Linked DNA regions of Muntiacus reevesi: regions 2 and 3 are each linked to region 1. A link is a contact called in public Hi-C data. All regions are on one chromosome and are shown on one strand. The core of a region is the stretch at or near the end of the contact, and the rest is flanking DNA. Distances in the headings are between cores, read along the strand shown. Region 1 holds the start of GORASP1 (golgi reassembly stacking protein 1). Region 2 holds the start of LOC136166590 (acyl-coenzyme A thioesterase THEM4-like). Region 3 holds the start of CX3CR1 (C-X3-C motif chemokine receptor 1).

Region 1 (2,779 bases), core at 159-2,658:
CTCCCTCCCCTATTCCCTCTTCCTCCTCCAGTTCTGTAAAGAGAAGAGAAAGATATTCTGGTCTCATCTTGTTCCTCCCCGGCCACAGAAACAGCTCCATACGGTTTTCTTAGGAAAGAGTTTGGAGATGGCTTGTTTGGGAATTAAGCACAGATTCTGGTTCAAAAGTTGATGAGAAATTCAACTCAGGTTTTGCCTTATGAAGGGAATAAGGGGGAAGGAGGAGGACCAGTAATAAGAATCATGACACCAATAGTTAGAATTGTGAGTTATTGTGGGCTAACCACCTGTGGTGAAGGGGATCAAGGGCTTTACGCCTATTATCTTATGTATTATTCTCTCCATATTCTTCACAATTAAGGAAGCCAAAGCCCAAGGAGGCTGTGGCTTGACAAACATCATGCAATAAGAGAGGCTGAGATTTCAAAGTGAAGTCTCACTTCCCCTAAGGTTTGTGGATGCTGGGGTTGGGGATAGATGTGGTTGGATTGTAAACAGCCTTGTGGGCCATATGAAAGAGCCCAGACATCATCCTGAGGGTAATAGGAAGCAGCTGGAATGGTTTTACGCATGAGGATAGCGGGGGGTAGGGCAAATGTTCAGATGTGTGTTTTTGCAAAAACCACTCTGGCTCCTGTGTGTGTGTGTTGGGGTGGTTGCTGTTGGCGGTGGTGGTGGTAGGGAGACCACTGGTGAAGAGAGATGAAGTAGAGAAACCAGCTGAGAGAGGGGCTGTTGCAGGTGCCCAGAGGGGAGAGGGTGGTGATACTGGGCTAGGAGATAAAATAAGGAGCTGATATTTTCTGCTGATAGACAGGAGCTGGAGATGGCTGTGGGGAAGAGTAACGGCTGGGGGGTCAAACGGTGGTGCTATCCACTAGGGTGAAGGACACAGAAAAGGTACAGGCGGTTGGAGCCGGGGGTGGGGGTCGGATAATGGCAAGGTGATGGGCTTTTATGCTTTGGTTTGGGGGAGCTCGGAGATAAGACTGGGTGGGGATGATGGCTAGGGGCTCAGGGTACACAGGGAACACTAGACAGGATGTGCTCGCCACGGAAAGAGGCGAGAAGGCGCCAAGACCGTCTGAAGAGGCCGGGGACAGCGAAAGCCGGGTGGCGGTCAGAGAGGTAACAGGGAAGCTGCAGGTCGCGGGGCTGACTGGGCCAGAGGAGGAGCAGTGCCCGGGTCACGCACCATAAGGGAGGAGTCATTGCTGCTCATCTCTGCGCGCCCGCGGCTCTAGAGTCGGGGTCTCGTGGTGCCGGGCAGAGCGAGATTCCCAAGTCAGGGTCCTGGGTGCGCCAGTCGCGGCCGGAAGTCGGAGGCTCGCGCGTCCTTGGAAACGGAGCGGCTGGCTGTTCTCTAAGGGCGTCAGCGTTTGGGGTGGGCGTGGCCAGGCGCCCACGTGACAAGGCGCGGGTAGTCGAGCGCCGAGAGGGCGAGTCCGCGCTGGGGGCACCCAGTTGGGCCTCCCGGGTAGGCGTCGAGGTCCCGGGCACCGTCGCCCGAGCTGACCGTGGCCATGGGCCTGGGCGCCAGCGCCGAGCAGCCTGCGGGCGGCGCCGAGGGCTTCCACCTGCACGGGGTGAGTCGCCCCTGCGGCGCCTGAGGTCTTGGCGCGGCACCCGCTCCGACGCGCGGGAACGCCAGATCGCCGGCCCGGGGGCGGCAGCCGCGGGGTCTCGGCCCTGGGTGGCCTCCCGGGGGAGGGTGGTACCCCTTCTCGGTGGGAGTCGTCGCCGGAGAGAAGGCGCCGTGGCACCCCCGGGTCCCGGCCCGCCTGCGGCCGCGGTCGGCCCGGCGCCAGCCCCGAGTGCCAGCTCTGCAGGAAGCGGGAGCGTTTCCTGGTGGAGTCGGGCAGCTCCGGAATGGCACTTGTCCCGGGTGGAGAGTGAACGCACCAGGTTCAGTCAGGAGAATTCGTGCACTTGTGTGAACACATTTATGATCGCCTGCTGTGCACTGCGCTCCATGTTGGGCCTGAGGAGAGAGCCAGCTCAGCCTAGTCCCCGGCCGTCTTGGATCCAAGGAGTTGCCAACTGCCGGGGAGCCCGCCGGCTCTCATCCCACGCTTCTTGGGGTCGAAAGGCTTCGAGAGGCCGAAGACCAGCGAGAACCACACAGGGAAAGTGGGAGCGGGAGAGCAGAGAGAATGCGGCCGAGGGCTCGGGGATAGGTTTGTTGCAGGGGGAGGGTCCCCAGGTGGAACACTGCGGAGAAGCGCGGTAGGGCCTCCGCAGAGAATGAGTCATCCATGTTGCCACAAAGAGGTCTGGATGAGCAGTCCCGAGGGAAGTGGAGATGGAGTGAGTTCCAGGGCCTGAAGGTGGGGAGAAGGGTCCGCAGCCAGACAGAGGTGTGGAGTGATTAGTACCTCGGAGAGGGCGGGGCTGTAACGGAGATGAGAGGGTAGGTGGGTGTCTGTCTCCGGAGCGCAGGTGGGCCAGACTCCCTTTTCCCTTGTGCCCAGATGGATGGCTGCAGAGATGGGCGTAGCTTGTCAGTTTGGTGCCTTACTTTTGAGTGGTCTCTGTTATTGTCATTAACAACTAGGCGGTGGGGGGTTGGGGAATGAGAGTGGGGACGGAAGAGGTTTGCTAAAAGGAAAAGCAGAATGGCTCCAGGACCCAGAGGTAACAGGATTTGTGCTTGCTGATAGGCTTTCCCTAGTGGACACCATGGGCTGGTACCAGACGGAAAAAGTGGACAGTGAAATGCATCCAGCCAGAAGGGTCTTCCAACAGGTTTGATGGAAAGCAAGTTAAGGCTGTTGGCAGG
Region 2 (2,779 bases), core at 139-2,638, 190 kb before region 1:
TAGGTCTCCCTCTTTAAGGAACTGCCAAGAGTGACAGTAACCGGGAAGTCGCGTCCACGTTCCATCCACAGTCTTCTCCATGAGTTCATTGTACAGCCTCACCATGATGGGGCTCCAGCCGGAGTTCGGGAGGGAATAATCCTTTGAATCGGAATGGAGGTGACTTCTTGAGACCTGGGAAGTTCAAAAGGTAGCTGACTGTGTCCGCTCCTACAGGTCCGGCACAGCTGAAAGGAAACTTGGGGTGGGGGAGGATTCAGGCCCGGGACCCACGCAGCCAGAAGTGACCTTGGGGAGTCGGGGGGGCAGGGAATCAAACCCAAGACCCAGGAGGCCAGAGGGGACCCTGAGGGGTGGGGGTTCAGACCTGTGACCACAGCAGACTTGCAGGGGCCCAAGTGGGCAGGGAAGATGCTGGTCACATTTTCTGATGATCCTCCAGTGCCCCGAAGGCCCCATTCTGTTCTGCTGATCCCCTCGCTATGAGTAGGCCCCATCCAAGCATGGGAACCTCTTCCCTACCCCAGCCCCCATGAGGGCCATCCCACCTCCACTTTTCTTCCTTTCCTCCTGTCCTTCCGCGTCCTACCTCGTCGTGTGGGGATTCCGCTCATCTGCTTAGGTGTCCAGGGACCCTCACCAGCGCCTAGTAGGTGCTCCTACTTATGAGCAGACACGAACTCCTTGTCCTCCCACTCCATCGTCTTGACTGTTACCCACAATTTTCTTTTAGTTACACCTCTTATTTTGTCCAGAAAATGTTATGTGAAACAGTAATCACTGCTTTCCCTTGAGTCGCCACTAATCATATTCTTTCCTGATTCTGCTCACTTGCTCAATCTGGGGCTCAGCAACCCCACTTAACCATATGGGAAAGGTTCAGCAGGGTCAGGAAGACTGGAGGGGCCTCCAGATATTGTCACTAAGTTCCCAGGCTGAGGGTCCACCCCTCCATACAGGATGAAACGGCCAAGTGGCATGAGCATCTTCTAGACATCAGGAGTCCTGGCTCCGAGTCCTCATCTGTCACAGGAGTCTAAGGTCCCTGGTAGCTCCCTCCCTCTGAGACTCTGACCACACTCACAGCGGCCCGCATCTGGATGCAACGTGGGTACTCACGGTGATGAGTGGGGCTGGCATCCAGGCTGACCAGAGCATCTGGGGCTGGCCAGCCAGGGCCGGGAGAAGGGGTGCTGCCTTTGGATTCCTCGCCAGCCACCTGAGACCTCTCTTCAGCATGACGTCCAACCAAGACGGGCCAACTGAACCTTCTTCCAAAGGCAAGCCTTCCTCCTGGTAGTTGAGCACAGACCTGAGGCTCGGACTCAGCCAATCAGAGCCCGTGTGGGTCCTCTGAGGGCCAGGCCGTCCCACGTCCCTCTCCTGCATCAGGTTAAGCAGTGCGGAGCGGAACTAGAAAGGACGTCAGGCAATTGTGGGTTAGTAAGTTACACATGCATTTGATCTGGGGAGTTGCCAGATGTATTTTTGACTGCGTGCCTGGAACAACTGAGTCAATCAGAATGTTTTGCAGGCCAGGTTCACTGGGATGGAAAAACGATAACCAGGAGCCAGAGTGGATAACCTCAGTCTCTGCGTGTAAGGGCAGATGGCTTTGATACCTCACCTTGGTTCTTAACCGTGTCTTATATCAGAGGCCAGTTCATTCATTCATCTGACAAATGTTAATTAGGCACATACTATGTGCCAGGAACTGTTCCAGACTCTGGGGGCACAGGAGTGAATAAAACAGATGAAGTCGATGACCTCATGGGGTTTATGTCCTAAGTAGGTAGTTAACAAGTAACATTAATTGTTGCACTTTCTACCCCCAGCTGCTGTACTACCTGTTTCTCTGTTTTATCAATTTTAATACTTAATGTTATCTCATAAACAGCCCAAATTAAAAGTTCACCAATCATCCCCAAACTGTCTTTCAGAGCATTCCCCCTCTACCAACCCAGAATCCAATTTAAGATCATTTATTTCAGTTAATTGTTATGTCTTTAGCCTCCTTTAATCTGGAACAGTTTTTCAGCTTTTCCTTGACACATTCTTAACATACCACACACACACATACACCAGATACATGCAGGAATGAGCTCCCATTCTTTCCACCCTGCTTTAGGGGACTCTTGTTACTCCCAGTGAGTGAACGGTAGGTGGCGTTAGAACACAGCTTCATAACCTTGCATAATCATCCCACAGATATCAGAGGTATGCATTATTGCTATTAACATCCGCATTTACATATAAAGACACTGAAGCACAGAACAGTTAAAGTACACTGCCCAAAACTGCACAGCTAGTAAAATGTTATATGCTGTGCATTTTTATTATAGTAATAATAATTAAACTTTTATGTGTACAAAGATGTTTATAGGCTATAGGTGGGACATCGGGTAGGTCTATGGAGCAGGCAAGGCAGAAAGCAGCATCATCACCATCTTCAGCTTTGTCTTACACGTGTCTGCCTTGACATGCAGAGATGCTACCTCAGGCCAGCTTGTATGTGAGAAGCGGGGTCTAGGACAGGAAGTCCAAGGTGACCCTTGCAATGTCCTGAGCAAGGCCAGCATGGGTCAAGATCCGAGGCACTTCCCACGTCACAAGTGTTGCAGGTCAGTATCTCTCATGAACACAGATACAAAAATCCCAAGAGAATCCAATGCTTTATTGTTAAAATGATCACAAACATGAGGTCATTTTTTCTAGGGAAAACGGGTTGATTTAAAATAAGAAAATCTATCAATATAGTTCATGAAATTAACAGAATAAT
Region 3 (2,779 bases), core at 85-2,584, 140 kb before region 1:
CTGGTGGGGTAACCCCACCCTCAGGAGACCACATGGGACCCAGGGGCGCGCTGGGCGCAGGCTGTGAGCACAGCGGTGGCAGCCGGGGAAGGCCGTGAGAGGGGGCGGGCGGGGCGTCACTGACCATTCAATGAACATGTGTGCTGAAGGCCCGCTGGTGCCAGAACCTGTTTAGACCCTGGGGTACAGACAGACCAGAAGGAGGCTTGGCCTTAAGCATGACTTAGGCAAGTAAGGAAGTAGTGGAAAGGCAGTGCAGCCGAGGTGATTGAGATTAAGTCAGAGAACCAGCTGGCCAGGGCGGGGAGCAGGAGCAGGCCTGGATGTCAGGGCCTGGCCAGGAACCACTTCCCGCTGGAGCAGCCTGGGCCATTGCCCTTCAGATACAGAACCTGGGCTAGACTGCAGGGCAAAGGGAACCACTACGTGCTTGAGGAAGGTGAGGGGAACCATAATTATTAAGCATCGACCAGGAGCCAGGCGCTCAGTCGGTGCTTTCTGTATCAATGCCTCTCAGGTTCACTGTGTTTATCAAACTCCTAAAAATTTCATTAAAATGCAGTCTCTGTGTTTCATATCTTATAATAACCTATAATGGAAAAAAAATCTGAAAAAGATATATATGTATAAATGGATGTACGCATAACTGAATCAGTTTGCTGTGTACCTGAAACACTGTAAGTCAAATACACTTTGATAGAAAAAAAAAAAATTTAAATAAAACAATGTAAGCATACCTTAGAAATATTGTGAGTTTGGTCCCAAACCACTACAATAAAGTAGATTCACAACAAAGTCAGTCACATGAAAAAAAAAAACCTAAAAATACAGATACCTAGAGATGACTTTTCTTTATAGCAAATAAAAGCTTAGAAGGCATCAAAAAAAAAAAAAAAAAATGCAGAGTCTGATTCAAGAGGCCTGGGGTGGCGGCAGCCTGAGGTGCTGCATCTCTGAGAAGCTCCCAGCTGGGATCACACTTTGAGAAGAAAAACTGTAGCTCACTTCATCTGCACTCCAGTGCTATCCAGTGAGTATCACGGGCTCCCTTTTATTAGCAGGAAAACCGAGGCTCAGTTTCCAGGCCTGCCTAAAGGCACATCATTAAAGAGAGCTACCCTGTTTCCTGCCCGCTGCCACCCACCCACTCCACGCGAGAGGTAACGCAGTCCCCAAGTTAACACACACCCTCCCATCTCAGCTGGCCTCCAGCCTGGAGCTTCTGAGCCTGCAGCAGCATCTAAAGATAGTCTGCCTCACAGGAAACCAGATACTATTGGCTAACTTTGCAAATAAGGATGCCCTCAGAGGAAAGGGAGATACTCTCTGACAGACTGTGACTGGGACAGGAAGGCTGACTGGCGCATCTCCACCTCTCGGGGTTCCCGCCCCAGATCCAGTCCAGGTAGGAGCAGAGGGCTCGTTTAGCACCTGTGGGCGCGCTGGGTGAGGCACAGTGGTCAGAGGTCAGAGTGGGTTAACGACGCTGGTTTGTTTTACTTGCCAACAAGGGAAACCATTTTCCAGAGGATCTTACAGTCTAAATGTACTAGGGGGCTTGGTAGGGGAAGACAGTGACTGATTAGATCACTTATGATGATTCCACCATCATATGGTGGAATATGATTAGAAGTGTTAATAATTCTGTTTCAGGGGCATGGAGAAATGTTCATTAAAAAAAAAGCATCATTTAAAATTGCATCTGCAAGCTATTATATATAGGGTGGGTAAAAAACAAGGTTCTACACTATAGCCAAGGGAATTATATTCAATATCCTATAATAAACCATAATGAAAAAGAATATATACATATATGAATCACTGTTCTATAGCAGAAATTAACACCTTATGAATAAACTACAATAAAAGAAAAAAAATAAAAGGTAAGATTGCATCTGGATGATATTGAGGAATTACTGTTAACTTTCTAAGGTAAGAAACAGCAGCAAAGTTATTATTATTATCATCATCTTTTTTTCCTGGTCATACTGCAAGCGTTGCGAGATCTTAGTTCCCTAAGCAGGGATTCAACACCGCCAGGGCAATAAAATCGTGGAGTCCCAGCAACTAGGACCACCGGGTAACTCCCATTATTATTATTATTGTTAACTATCCACATCTGTTTTATGCTCCTTCTCCATGTATTCCTAGAAAGATTTTTTTTTTTTAATAGGAGCAATAAGAATCCACTGTAGAGTCTGAAGCATACACATACAATTTGTGTTTCTAGGAATAAAATAAGTAAAATAGACAGCAAGCCCTTTTATGATCTTTCCTTCTGGCACTACCCTATTCTTGACTTTCTGTTCAAAAGTGACACGTCTTTTCCTTGTCTAGGTCTTTATTTTTTTCCCTATAATTAAAAACTTTTATTTTTTCTTTCTTGAGTTTTTTCTTTCCTTTTTCTTCCATGCTTTTTTGCACCATCTGCAATTTTTATAATGAGCATCTACTGCATTTATAATGAAAACTATTTTAGTAATAAACTGCTGATAGACTTTGATATTCAACACTGACGTATGCTTTTATAATCACTGTGAGGACATTCGGGCTCAGAAGGTTGGTGTCATTGGAAAACATCATCTTCAGAAAGAAAGTATGAGTGGACACACATATGGGTGAATTGCAACTCTTGGTAGGGAAGAAAACCTATACAACATCTCTTTAAGTATGTTCCTATGCCCTTTTGTCTTTTCCCTAAACCTATGTTCATTGAAAACATAACACACTCAAAGGACGGTGTGCAGGTCAACAACTTATAAACTGATCTCCCTTCTAA

The links. Hi-C and Micro-C count contacts between places; a contact is called where the count stands out from the background.
Region 2: a Hi-C map of muscle shows a contact between it and region 1, with 2.9 times the contacts expected there. The contact joins the promoter of LOC136166590 here to the promoter of GORASP1 in region 1. A contact is called at or near these places in 2 of 3 Hi-C or Micro-C datasets (blood and muscle).
Region 3: a contact with region 1 is called in a Hi-C map of blood, with 4 times the contacts expected there. The contact joins the promoter of CX3CR1 here to the promoter of GORASP1 in region 1. A contact is called at or near these places in 2 of 3 Hi-C or Micro-C datasets (blood and muscle).

Annotation. Positions count from the first base shown.
Region 1 is chr4:72,101,803-72,104,581 of mMunRee1.1, reverse strand. It overlaps GORASP1 (golgi reassembly stacking protein 1), which reads left to right and starts at 1,408. Exons shown (of 9, transcript XM_065933038.1): 1 at 1,408-1,586. The coding sequence starts at 1,524. It overlaps TTC21A (tetratricopeptide repeat domain 21A), which reads right to left and starts at 1,360. Exons shown (of 29, transcript XM_065933026.1): 1 at 1,196-1,360. The coding sequence starts at 1,222.
Region 2 is chr4:72,294,317-72,297,095 of mMunRee1.1, reverse strand. It overlaps LOC136166590 (acyl-coenzyme A thioesterase THEM4-like), which reads right to left and starts at 1,388. Exons shown (of 6, transcript XM_065933073.1): 1 at 1,120-1,388; 2 at 1-174. The coding sequence starts at 1,239. CCR8 (C-C motif chemokine receptor 8) reads right to left here. Exons shown (of 19, transcript XM_065933056.1): 19 at 2,718-2,779.
Region 3 is chr4:72,241,454-72,244,232 of mMunRee1.1, reverse strand. It overlaps CX3CR1 (C-X3-C motif chemokine receptor 1), which reads left to right and starts at 1,334. Exons shown (of 2, transcript XM_065935244.1): 1 at 1,334-1,405. All of the region lies in intron 5 of CCR8 (C-C motif chemokine receptor 8), which reads right to left.